2 separate regions of the Macaca mulatta genome follow, and region 2 is linked to region 1. The links are chromatin contacts, called in public Hi-C maps. All regions are on one chromosome and are shown on one strand. Each heading gives the region's core, a stretch centred on a gene start, on an enhancer-like site or on the middle of the called end of the contact. The rest is flanking DNA. Distances are from core to core; before and after follow the strand shown. Region 1 holds the start of DLX5 (distal-less homeobox 5). Region 2 overlaps DYNC1I1 (dynein cytoplasmic 1 intermediate chain 1).

What was found. A called contact is a pair of places that touch in the nucleus more often than the background predicts.
Region 2: a Hi-C map of fetal cortex germinal zone shows a contact between it and region 1, with 6 times the contacts expected there. The contact joins the enhancer-like site here to the promoter of DLX5 in region 1. A contact is called at or near these places in 4 of 14 Hi-C or Micro-C datasets (cortical neurons, fetal cortex germinal zone, fetal cortical plate and 1 more).

What each region holds. Positions count from the first base shown.
Region 1 is chr3:122,348,231-122,354,987 of T2T-MMU8v2.0, reverse strand. It overlaps DLX5 (distal-less homeobox 5), which reads right to left and starts at 4,144. Exons shown (of 3, transcript XM_001090332.5): 1 at 3,582-4,144; 2 at 1,538-1,722; 3 at 1-415. The coding sequence starts at 3,936. The coding sequence ends at 86.
Region 2 is chr3:123,302,715-123,309,471 of T2T-MMU8v2.0, reverse strand. DYNC1I1 (dynein cytoplasmic 1 intermediate chain 1) reads left to right here. Exons shown (of 17, transcript NM_001261582.1): 15 at 4,062-4,202. Among named protein-coding and RNA genes, the nearest start is that of SLC25A13, 250 kb to the right of the region's middle. Within about 2 kb of position 4,076, at least 12 of the 40 cell types and tissues checked have an H3K27ac peak or open chromatin away from gene starts, as enhancers often do. A contact at or near this core is called in fetal cortex germinal zone and fetal cortical plate, where this site is marked.

The DNA.
Region 1 (6,757 bases), core at 2,895-5,394:
CCCCATATGAATTCCTTTCTTTATGATTTTCTAGAAGAGCAAAACACAGTAGTCCCAAAAAAGAGAGTAAGAGAGAGCAGCCCATCTAATAGAGTGTCCCGGAGGCCAGCGCCAGCGGGTGCTGTATGGAGCCAGGTGGCGGCAGGTGGGAACTGATTGAGCTGGCTGCACTTGTGTACCAGGATGCAGAGTTCTCCAGGTAGCTGGACGCTGGGGACTGGTTGGAGGTCGGAGGGTGGGCATGAGGGTGGTGGCTGAGCGAGCGGGACGAGCCCTGGGGCTCCCACACCGCTGGAGACTGCGGCGAGTTACACGCCATTGGGTCGCTGGAGCTGGGACTGTGCTCCGGGGGCATCTCCCCGTTTTTCATGATCTTCTTGATCTTGGATCTTTTGTTCTGAAACCAGATTTTCACCTGAGTTGGGGAACAAAGGCACACGTTACCGGGACACTCAGAGGTCGCCCGCGCCTTCCCCGGGGCGACGACTGGAGGCATCTTCGGGCCCCTGGGCGGCCCAGCCCTGCCTGGCGTCTCCCCGCCGCTTGCGGCCTATGGCCAAGAAGCTATGCCTGAGGCAAACCATGGAGCTCTGGCCACAGAGGGCGCCCTGGCCGGCTCGGTGCGCCCCGGCCCAGTGAGACCACGACCCCAAGGCTTGTCTTTTGTTTGGGCTGGGGGGGTGGGTGGCGCGAGCGCGGCGGCTGTGCGCCCGAGTGTCCGCGGCGGCGGCGTGACTCGTGTAAGCCTGCGCAAGACGCGCGGAACGCGGCGAAGGTCTCCAAAACAATCGCGGGAGCCCGGCGGGGAAGGGGCGTGGGGCGGGGTACGCGCGCCTGTGGTGAGGAAAAGGAGCGAGCTCCCAACCTCCCGTCCTACTCCCTTCACTCCCTCTGCAGCTCAGAGAGGCCAGAATCTGACTGCAGTTCTTGGTGGCGACTCGAACGTTCTTTATGCTTCCGTAGGCCCCAGCTGGGTTGGAGGAGTAAAGGGAATGGGACAATCCAGGAAGACTTCCCCCCGTACAATAGCGCCCCCCACCTCGCGACCCTCAGGCGGCCGTGGCCTGAAGCTCCCATAGGCTCAGGGCACGGTCCTTCAGTTTCTCCGCTCCAGGCGACGTTCTCAGCCTTTTCTTAGCCTGAGACCACTGCGAGGACACCAAGCCCTGCTCACCCCGAGGAGGCATTACATTGTTAAGAAAACCAGATAGCTTCTCAAGGTTGCAAAGCCGCTCTAAAAATAACCCTCCGCTTGCTTTCAACCCCAGAAATTGACCCCCGAGCTCCGGAGGCCCGATGCGGGGTGGGGGCGGCGGCCGCGGTTAAGTGGGAGGTATCTCCAGACCGCTGATGAATCCCATCCCCACCGTCTCAAGGCCTGGCTCGCGGAGGGAAAAGCATAGGGGCTGGTGTCTTTGTGTCTGTTAGTTTCTCACGGGTACTTTTGAAACCGCTCCAGTCCCATCGAGACTGAACCGTGCGACCCAAGCAGACCTGCAGCTCAGGCAGGTCTAGTGCATGGCAGCGGCGTATTTACCTGTGTTTGTGTCAATCCCAGCGAGGCGGCCAGCTCGGCGCGTTCTGGCAAGGCGAGGTACTGAGTCTTCTGAAACCTTCTCTGTAACGCGGCCAGCTGAAAGCTGGAATAAATAGTCCTGGGTTTACGAACTTTCTTTGGTTTGCCATTCACCATTCTCACCTCGGGCTCGGCCACTTCTTTCTCTAAATAATCAAAACAGACTCAGTTAAAGCTTGTCACCAAACAATGCCCTTTTTGCGGAAGGGCCTCAAATAGAGTCCTAGAGTTTCTTACCACGCAGTCTTCACTCTTTGCTCGTATCACCATCACCTTTGCTTTTCAAGACCGCGATAAATATGCTCCTCCCCCAAATATGGAAAAGCGCGGTAGCCTCTGATTAATTCCTACTCTGTTCATTCAGATAGTTTGTGTACAGCGTTTCCTACAACACAGCTTTCTCCTTGGCATCTGGGATTCAGCTCTTGCGGTGGTTCCTCCTTCTCCCGGACTTGTTTTTACGCCCACCCTATGCTCCCCCGCGTTTCCGAGACAAAAACACCAGCCCCTCCCGGGGCTTCAAGGAGGCAGCCCTGGGCCGTGACCCCGCTTCTGTCGGCGTCTGTTCGGGCGCCCGCAGAAGCCAGACGCTTGGGCAGGGAAGACGCTAACTGAGGTCTCCAAAGTTCAAATACCCACAAGCAAACTATGCTCCTTCACTTCAGCAGCAAGCGGTCGGGGCCGCAGCAGACAGAGGGCCGATTATGCAGCCCCCATAATCTCACTGCAGATCTGCGAGGGCACAGATGTGTCTGGTTTCTTTTACAAATAGACTTAATATGTTCTTGGTAAAAACACACACACACACACACACAAAACTTCCACTTATGCACGAAATACAGAAAGAGTGAAAGAAACGAAGACGCCTCAACCCGGGGCTCTCTTTTAAAGTTCAGCAAGAGTCACACATTGAGAAGGAACCGGTGGGGTGTTTTTGTAGGAAAGGGGCGGCAGGTCAGGACGAGATTCTCACTGTCATGAGTATGGGTTTGGGCGGGAGAGGGAGGGATTGCCAAACTCGTGTTGTACAAACGTGCCCTGGGGCTACAACTCCCCTTCCTCAAAAGTACCACCCCTCTGGAACTGGCGGAGAACCTCTCCAGGGTGTGTGTGCGTGTGTGTGTGTGTCAAGTTCCAGGGAGAAGTGTGGAGAATGAGGGCTGTGGTTTCAATTCTGCCAGACTAGGGGATGCTAATATTAGCAGGATTATTACTGTGCTGGTGGGAAGAGATCAAACCTTACCAGTAAAACCTATCCGCCGAGCCTCATGCCTCTCTCTTACCGCCCAAGCTCACTAACCCTCTTAAACTTTCTAAGTTTCAAAGTGGACGAAAAAGGAGGAGGGAAAGACACATTTTGGGTGCCTATGGAGAGAGAAAAAAAAATGTCCTACAACGTGACCCCTCAGCAACCTTCCTCCACCTTTAAATGGCTTTTTGTTTTTGGAAATGCCTGGATAAACCGCAAAGCTCTCGGCGCGCTCTTCTCTGGCTGGCTACAACTCCTTAACCCCCCACCCCCACCCAGCGTGCTCAGGGCACCCGCACCGTGCTAGCTTGTGGCGGCTCTCAAACTAATCCTGACTGAGTCTTTGAGGCAGCCTTCTACTCCCACTCGCACCAACCCAGCACGCTTACCAAAATTCCCAACAACTAACCTCCTCTTTATTACGCAAACGCCAGGGGCTGCTTGATTCTTTCTTCTCTCCACCCCTATCCCCTTTCCAGCCTAGCCGGCTTCCTGGCCGGGCAAGCTGGGAATTCAGCGAATGAAGGGCCGGAGGGGAGAGACGCTAGTTCGAACCTCCACAGGGCTCTCCTGCTAAGAATCCCTAAAATGCTGGCCGGAGAAACTCTCTTTGTCGGAGGGTCTGAGTCCTACTCCCTTCTGCCGGGTGCGCCCCCACTGCAGTGAACCGCTGTGACCCCCAATCTACCACCCCATCTCGCGCCCCCAGCGTCCTAGTCCCCCTGTATCTGCCCAGCCTGTCCCCTGTCCATGTACCTGGCTGGTTGGTGGCGCTTGGGATGCGGTTGTAGGCGCCGCCGTACTGGTGGTAGGAGCTGGCGTAGCTATAGTCGGCATAAGCTTTGGCTGGGTAGCTCCCGGCGGAGCCGTTCACGCCGTGATACTGATACTGGTAGGGGTTGAGCGCTTTGCCATAGGAAGCCGAGGTAGGAGAGCAGTAGCCGTGCGGGGCTCCCCCCGTAGGACTGTAGTAGTCAGAATCGGTAGCTGACGACTCGGGCAAAGTTGGCGATTCCTGAGAAGGATGGTGCATAGCTGCGGACGTCTGGAACGGAGCTTGGAAGTCGCCGGATCGGATGCTGGGGACCCTTCTGTCAAACACTCCTGTCATCGCTCACGGGCGGCGGCAGCGGCTGTGCTTGCTGTTGTGGCGGCGGCGGCTGCCCGAGTTGGCTGTGGGGCTGCTCTGGTCTAAGCAGACATGGCTGTGGGAGCGAGGGAGGAGGAGGAAGAGGAGGAGGAGAGAAGGAGGAGGCGGCGGCCGCGGCGAGGAGGAGGCTGGGAGTCTTGGAGTCTCTGTCTCCGGCCGGCTGACTGCTGGCTGAGGCGCAGCACTGCCTTGGTTAAATCCTTAATTGCGCGCTTACGCACAGCGGGGTGGATCTGGTTCTATTGGCCAGGGCCTCGGGAGCAGCAGTAACACCCTAACTCGTCCAACTAGTTTTAGCACAACAAAGCATTGCTTAAAAAGGGAGTGGGGGGTACGGAGGGGGTGTGTGTGTTTGTGTGTGTGTGCGCCCGCGCCCTTGTGTGTGTTTTTGCTTGTTGTGGAGTGGGGAGGGGTCTCAGTCAATCTGTTTTTAGTAAATTCCAAAGACATCGCAGAAGCCCCAGCACAAGGCTCTGTGATGTCTGGGGACAATGTGTTCCAATCAGAAGCCTCAAAAGTGCACATGTTTTGGGAATGAGGTGGGCGACCATCTTTCCTTGCTCCCCACTACCCCGCCCCCGTGGGCTGCACCAAAGGCCAGTGTAGAATTAAGTACTGATACTGAAATAGGGAGTCAAGGTGCAGGGAGTGTGTGTGGGGGGGGATGTAGAATGGAGGCAAGAAAGAAGGGAAACAGCATTTTTTTTAAGAGGCGTGTTCGCAAGCAAGTTGTAACTTACATGTTTTGAAAATTTGCTCTTTGGGGAAAGAGGCAACTTCCTTTGCAGGAGATGAGTGTGTCCCGGACGCGGGCTGGATAGGAATGCCCAAGAATGCACAATGTCCATTAAGTCGGTGAATGGCAGAGAGAGTTCCTGCAGCCCAAAGTCCTTAACATGATTTTTAAAAATTACTGTCTTAAAGAAATATAACTTAAAGAAGCCCAAATCCTCGTTGCTGGTTTGCAAGAAGAGCCAAATAGCTCCACTTCTGTTTAATATTTTCATCTATTTTCAAGCCATTGGAATAAAGAGTCTTTAACTATGTTCAGTGGCCAAAAACTCCTGCAAAGGTGAATGGATCCATGTATAACCTGCCATGCCTCCAGGAAAGAATGGGAAAGTCTCAGAAGTGGGGAAGGAGACAAGGATCAAAGCCTTTGCAAAGTCAGATGATGCTCATTGATTTCCCCCTCCTGGCTCCATGGATGTGGCACTCGAGGCCCAGTCTCTCCATTCCCCAGACCCGGATTTCTGTACCCTCTCCCCTTTATTTCCTGCTGCAAAGACATCCTACTTAGCTCCTGTGCAAGGGAGAAAAGGATTCAAGAATCATTCAGTTGGTACACGAGGTCTAAACTTTGCTCTTCAGGAAGGTGCTATCCTTGTTCTAGTCGTGATCCAGCTGGGAGTTTAGAAATTCAACATAAAAGTCTCTCCCAATCCCCGTTGTTACTCCCCTCAAATAGGCAACTCCGGGGAGTGGATCCTGATTTGGGGCCTTCCTGTATCTTCCTTTACGGGGTCCAAGACCGGCAACCTGGGAGTTCCACTGGATATCTAGGGTTATCTGGCCTCCCCTCCGTTTTCCCTCCTACCGAAGAAGAAAGCGTCTGTGTTAGTTGTGTCTAGTATTAGTTTAGCCTTACTTGGGGTGTGGAGCCACTCGGCCCAAAACAGGCCGACAGGTAGAGGTAGGGTGTCTGGAACTCGGAGCAAGATACAGCCCCGCTCAGGAACTCCAAAGCAGAGCTGCCGCGCGTGCACCAGCTCCCTGCCTTTGCGGTCTGGACTGCACACACACACAAAACGCAGCTATTGTCGCAGTTCCTTTTGGGGGAAACTTCAGTGCCGGGAGACTGGCGCCCAGCAGCATTCTCTTTCTCCCCCTGGCCCAAGTCACGAGCTTTTGGGCCTGGGCTGCCCCGGGCTTCTCTGAGGTGGACTTTAGAGTAAACAGAACCGCAACTGCCAGTCAGCCGTGACTCGGCGCTGTCGATTACCGACAGGCTGTTAACCGTCTGGATGTAGGCTGTGAGGAGCTAAAGAACAGCAGGGAAACATGGGGCTGCGGTCCTGGGCTCTGCTCTGCAGAAGTTATCGGTGCCAATCGAATCATCTGACACACACCCTGCCATTATTTACAGGAATCGCTTCCCCAGATCAATGCCAAGGACAGTTCAAAGCATCTCCCGGCAAAGACAAGTGGGCAGGGAGCCAGGCCTCCCTTCCTCCGGTCCCCTATCTTTGACACTTTTGGTTAAATAGAGATTTGAGTTACCACATGGTTATACTGAACAGGGTGTTCCTAGCAATGCCCTTACACCTTGCTGAGATGGCAGATTCTAACCAGGATGGGATTGGAAGCTGCAGAATTGGGGCAAAATTTAGAAGTTCGGGATCCGATTGAAAATAATGTTACAATATCAAATTAGTTCTAGACCTTGCTAAATTTTACCCCCCCCCCAAAACCCCGCGGTCAAAATGGGCATTCTTTCCCATATTTCATAAAAGACAAAAAGGAGTGGGGCGAGAGGGAAGAATTTTTCTTTGTTTCGGTTCCTAAAGCGTTGGCTCTCACGCAGACTTGAGCCATTCTTCTTCTGGGTGAGACCAAATCTGGATGTGTCTCTACAGGTCCAGAGCCTCAACTTTCTTGATTTTGTTCCTCTTTTCTAGGTTGACCCCACTCCCCACTCCACCCCTTCCTTAAAGGCAGCCTGGAGGAAGAGGAAGCACTAAGTTAAAAGCAGCGGAGGGTCTGTTCACAATACAGTTTTATT
Region 2 (6,757 bases), core at 2,827-5,326, 950 kb before region 1:
GCCTTGGGAAAGTTACTAACTTTCCTGAACTGTAATTTTCCTTTCTGTAAATACCGTCTACTTTACAGAGATTTTATGCGGATTAAATTAGACAATGTACATATAGAGTCAGGCACACAACAAACACCCAACAATTTACCCTCCCTTGCCCTTCATGTCTGCCTGGGAGGTGACCAGTAGCTTGCTTCTCTGCTCTGTTTGAGTCAGAGTATTAAAATCAAGCTGGGTTGTGCCTGGATACTTTACCATTATTGTAACAGCCCTGGAAGCACAAGGTGCCACAGCTTTATTTCATTGGCATGTACCACACGTCCAGTAGGCCGTGTAACAGTGTAGTTTTCCTTTTCCCCTTTAACAGTTTGCTGATACTGAACATGGCATAGAAAAGGAAACACAGGTGAAGGGGTTTTTTTTCTAGTGAAATTTGATTGTTTTGAAAAACGTTTTTTACAGTAACTTGCTGTGGAACAATATTTCATTTGCTAAATGGCCTTGAGAATTTTGTAGAGTAAATCTTTAAAATCATGAAGCTTCTGTAGCTTTCATATGTACAAATAGTATTATAAGATTCATTCTCAAAAGTATTGGTCAAATTTGCCCCCATCATCTCCAACCTTTTCAAAACTTGTAGTATTCTAAAATAAGTGGTAATGCACAAGCAAGCTATAACATGTTTGTGGATCCAGAAATTTATGTCTCATAAATTCAAAATCTTTAGAATCTTTAGAACCTCATGCTTTTAACTTTTTTATGAAAGTTGTAATACTTTAAAATATATATGAGTTTATGCTAATACATGAGTTTACCAATTCTAATACTTCATGATATACATGAGTTTACCTTAAAATCTTTTATATGAAGTATTTGAGACAGATGTTTTTTTAAATCAGGTCTTCAGATTACCCTTTGAGCCTGAATAAAATAAAATAATAAAATCCCTTTATCGGCCGGGCGCGGTGGCTCAAGCCTGTAATCCCAGCACTTTGGGAGGCCGAGACGGGCGGATCACGAGGTCAGGAGATCGAGACCATCCTGGCTAACACAGTGAAACCCCGTCTCTACTAAAAAATACAAAAAACTAGCCGGGCGAGGTGGCGGGCGCCTGTAGTCCCAGCTACTCGGGAGGCTGAGGCAGGAGAATGGCGTAGACCCGGGAGGCGGAGCTTGCAGTGAGCTGAGATCCGGCCACTGCCCTCCAGCCTGGGCGACAGAGCGAGACTCCGTCTCCAAAAAAAAATAAAAATAAAAATAAAAAAATAAAATCCCTTTATCAAAAAATACAACTAATATTCAAAGAGCACTATTGCAAGTGACATTTGCCTATGCCCATAGGTTATGCCTGTGCTTTACTTGGCAATTAGTGGGCCATAGATGTCAGCCTATGTGGTACTTTGATAACAAGTTCAATCAATCCTGATCAAGACTTTCCCAACCTGCAAATTTATCAATGTTAAACACTTTGAAAATATAAGCCTTCCTCCTTTCTCCCAAACACACACGTACTGTAGCCTAGAATTGCTTGCACAGTGACTTTTATAATAAAAGGTTCAGTCTTAGGGTGAAGGGGGATAAGGAGGTTGGAGAAAGGCTAGAGAGCAATAGCATTTCAATCAATACTATTAAATATAAGAAACTGGGTTTTGGTAACATGAACAATAGCAATTATTTCCAGGTACTTAAAATGTGAAGTCTCCAGAATATACTACGGTTTTGGTTCCATTTCTCAGAGAAGAAACTACTAAAACAAAAAAGGAAATAAACAAGACACTAAAGATTTCCAGGATAATTAAAGAATGAATGTATGAAATAATATCAGTTCCTTAGAAAATGACTGTTTAAAGCTGGGTGGTCTTTTAATTGATCAAAATAAGGATTTGCAATTGTGTTACATGTTTATTATAGGTCTGTATGTGTCTATCTATATGAAGACCTCTATACCCTCAGATATACTATCAGCCGAGTTGATGAGGATCCTGATAATTGACTTTTTAAAGCATATATAAATCTTTAATACCCTTTGATTTTAAGAAAAATTTGTTATTCATATTCTTTAACAAATAGTGGGATAGCTAGCTATAAAATCAAGAATTTGCAGTGGGAATAATCTTCTGCTGAGAGTTACAATTTAATATTTATAAGTAGTCAGTAAAGGTGCAGCCACTCCACATTGCCTTTTAAAAAATATTAATAAGGAAAAATGATGCAATTATGCTATTTTCAGGTGTCATTGGACAGTTAGGTTTTTTGGAGAAAGTAGTTTGAATCATCTAGTCCAAACAGTGAGAGAAAGAAAGATGCTACAGAAATAGCCAATAAGCAAATAATTTTGGCTTCAAATCACACTGCAAATATGGTATATAATACATACTTTGGCATAAAAGTATTATAGAATCATAAAATTTTAAAAACTATAAAGCTAATATCCAGTTGACCATTTTGTTATCTCAATGTCATATAATTCTTTTCAAATCACACCCTCCATGAGATACTTTTTGAATTAAAAATAAGACACATCTCACTGTATCCACATAGTGGGCTATCTAAAACACTCTGTGTTGCTTTAATGTATTAAAAGTTTGTTCAGTTCTAAGCGGTGATTTTTAAATGTCAAAGAAATACAATTCATGGAAAAAGGACTCACAGTTACTACATTAAATTTTTGTGTGATATTTAGATTACAGAAGTTTTATTGTTTTCACACTGCTTTTTCTCACTTTCATTTCAGCAGATGTATTTTGTGCATTTTATATTAACTAACAGTTCACTTGGAGAGATCACTCTAATATTTGGAGCCGATTCCCTACAGATACATTCTTTAAACCTACTGTGCAGAAAGGATTTGATTGTTCATATTGTATGTTATCTTTTCTTGATCTTATTACTCTGGCCTGTACAGGCATTCAGTGGAACCCATGAAGAGAGTACAGACAGCTGACTGGATGAAGAAGACATTGGGGAAAAAAACTCCCATTGTTTAGATTTCTGTCAGAGGATATAAGAATACTTAATTTCTTTTATCTCTAGGGCTTTCATTATCATTTAAATTTCATTTTACATTAATTGATCAGGGATTAGTAAAGCCATTATGCAGAAATTAGAATAAGACAAGCCAGATGGAATGAATAATTCATGAAGTCCAATTACGTTTTATTTCTGGTGTACTTTCAAACTTGCCTCTGACTTCTGTGCTATTTTGATGTGACAATATTCACTGGAAATCAAGAGTGCCATTTTAATTTATTGTATCCCTCTGGAGTGGAAGCATTTGTATGCACTAGGGGTTTGTTAACGCATTTCCACTCACACACCCCCAACACCCAAAAGTCAATTTTCGGGATTTTGAAAACACTGGGTGATCTAGGAATATGGTTCATTTTGTACAGAGGTTCAGGGGCACTTCAATGAGACACACCAGTTCAACTGATTGGGGTGAGCTGACCCTATGCAGAGAGACTAAAGGCGTAGGATCACGAAATGATTACCTCCTGGAAAAGCACTAATCCTCTTTAAAATATTTGTATGCCTTCCTCGCTGCAAAAGAACCCTTAAAATGTGAATTTGGCCTGGAGTTGGACTGGAGGTAGCAGCAGCTGTTGCAGCTACAGATGAGGACCACGAGGTGGCAGGGGTTGCCTTCAATGAAAGGGTTCGGGGCGGTCGGGACCGCCGGGGCTTCAGAACATCCCAGCGGGTCCAAGCCGGGCCGACCACGGTTGGGTTTAGGCTCAGAGCATCTCGCAAAGCGTTGCCGGGAGAGAATTCCGAACTAATGGGCAGTCCCGTCCACCTGTCTGGAATGCCTCATACGACTGTGTCTGAAACCGCCTCCCCACCCCCGGTCCCAGCCCCCAGCCCCTTCAAAGGCCCCCTCTCCCCCCGGTATTTATTTATGCCACTGGACAGTTCTAGTCACATTAAAGCTCCGGTTCACCTTCTCGAGGACTTTCATCTCGGGAAGTTTTATGACACTTTGTGAATGTGCAAAGTTTTTAATTAGGCTCTCTAGACAGCCCGAGGCAGCAGCAGCGCCACAAAGTCTTCACGGTCTCTCTGCTTTACAGCACAACAAGCCGCTCTACTCCTTTGAAGACAATGCAGACTATGTGTACGATGTCATGTGGTCCCCCGTGCATCCCGCGCTCTTTGCCTGCGTGGACGGGATGGGGCGCTTGGACCTCTGGAACCTCAACAATGACACCGAGGTGAGCGGCGGCTAAGGCGCCCGGGCCGGAGGGCTGGGAGGGGGGCGCAGTCGGCCACTCGCAGTCTCTCCCTCTTTCTCTACAACGGCCTTTTTTGGACAGACCTTCCAATTGCAGCAGGGCTGCCGGCCCCCCATTCTTGACTACCCTGAAGGGAATTGGCAGACGCATTGGACAAAAATCACTTAATCTCCCTTCATCCCTAAACGGTGGCTGCTCCTGGACAATTAACCACCCTTTTTGCAAAGAGCAAAACGTTATGCGTTCACACCTTTTCCCTATGGGACAGGACACACAGGCATTTGTCAGAGCCGTGTTGAAATAACTTTACTGGCAAACACTTGGAAAAGAAGCTTTTGTGGACGTTGATTTTTAGATTAGGCTTTTAAAAGGGGCTATTTGTCAGTGTTTGCTACTTGCACCATTTCTATTTTGAATCCATAAAAGACGATTCTGTTGACTATTTTTTGTTTAGATCTTTCATCCATTTGATTTGTACCAAGGTAAATATTCCTTGTCTAAGATATCAAACTCAGAGGCAGACTTTTACAACAGCCTCTAACTTTGAACATGAATATCAAACTCAGTATTTTTTTTAAAAGAGAGTTTAACATGTCACATTTACAGTAAGTGAAAGTACCCATTTATTTTAAAAAGCAGCCAATAATGCTGTTTTTAAATTATGCTATAAAATTGTATGTTTTAAAAACTATGCCACATGCATTGTTCCTTTTTGCCAGTCTTGCAAAAATATTGAGTTGCTAATTCAGCTACTTGGATGTTTTGGGTTTTTTTTTTTTTTTAACATAAATATTATTGTCCTTCAACTTTATAAAATAAAATGGTCCCTGCATCACTTCTTGGTTTCTGACTCAAGAAAGCTCTCTATAAATAAGAATGGACAGGTAAGAGGAACAAGTGCTGCAAACTATATGTCAAGTGGAGAACAACAGAAAGGTCTTTTGAAGTGTTTTGAGCAGGAAACAGCTCAGCCTTTTTAATTAGGAAGCCCACAGCTGGAGGATCTGAGGAGGAGCATACTTCCCTCCTATTTTTTTTTTTTTTTTTTTTTTGCATATGTGTGGGAGGGGGCAGGGAAATATTCTTCAGGTGTTATTATTGACTCATTGTATCTTCAAGGGTATATACACCTATAATCGCTGCCAAGTAGTTATCTTTTAAAACTCTTTCAATTTGAGTCTGTTTTTCCTTTTAGCTACAAGAACTCTGTAACAAGAAAGAGTTATGTAATGAAGCATCTTTGAAAATAACCAAAAGGCATGAGTACGTGAAATGCCCCATCATTTGGATATTGAAATGTTTATAACATTATTGTTTTTATTAGAAAGATGTTATTACCTTATATTGTAAGGGTTTCCCAGAGTCTTCATCACTGTTTATTAAAATCATATTGCTTCTATTTGCTAGGAGAAATTCATTCATTTAAAGCAACCAAAAAAAAAAAAAAAACACAACATTTTCCTGATTGACTTAGAAGACCGCTGTCTTAGAAATCCAGCTTAGTTGAGATAATGTTTAGGTGATACCCAACTACAATGCATATGAAGGGAGTGAGTGTTCTAGAAACTCCTTAATAATTCCTATGTAACTATTTTTCTTTAAAATTTTTTTTTTTAGGTAAAATGAAAGTAATGTCTCAACATTGATAAACGTAATTTTTTTCCCTTCTCTCTCTAGATATCAAGAGACAACCACCTAAGAGTTTTATAGCTAAACATTTTTTAAAAATCATTATTGGTCATGCAAACTGTTTAGTTTTGTGGTAAACATAATTCTGCTTTCACAATAATAGTAGAGTTACATTGAGTCCAGCTCAAATCCAGTAATTAACCGAACACTTTTTAAAACCTTCAAATCATTTTTGCCTTCTGGCAAGTTGAACAAGATTTTTCAAATATTTGTCAGATTAAAAACTAGATTTGTTTTAAAAATTTGAATTATAGTACAGCAGTATGTTTTGTTGTTGTTGTTCATATTATTACATTTTTGGACCAAGTTATTCCATCTGTTCCTATGCAAGGGTAGTTCATATTTCCCACCTCGGTATTTCTGATTTCTACTGCTTAATATAATAATTTATGATATGTAAATCTTGTCTTTGCAATTAAAATGATTGAGCCAGGAAAACTGTGGAAATATTTGTGAAACAAAGTACAGAATAAGAGACAGACAGAACATATGAATTGTTTTTTATTATTCATCAACTTTGGAAAGGTCATTACTGATCAGATTAATGCAAATATATTTTGTCATTTTCTTCATGCATTTATGAATTTTCTAGCACATAATACAGGCTGTGATCATTATTTTCTATCATTTATAATATCTATGAAAAGAAACTATTTTTAAATGTTTAAAATACTATTTCAGTTTGTTATAGTAGTTATATTCCAAATAAATAAAATTCTTGAAAATGTATTAGGCATTATTTTAAATGTGTTACAATGTCAGTTTATTTTCAGGGTTTTTTTTTTGTTATATTCATATTAAGATTAAACATTTTATTCTATTTTTAAGATTGTTCATAGATTACC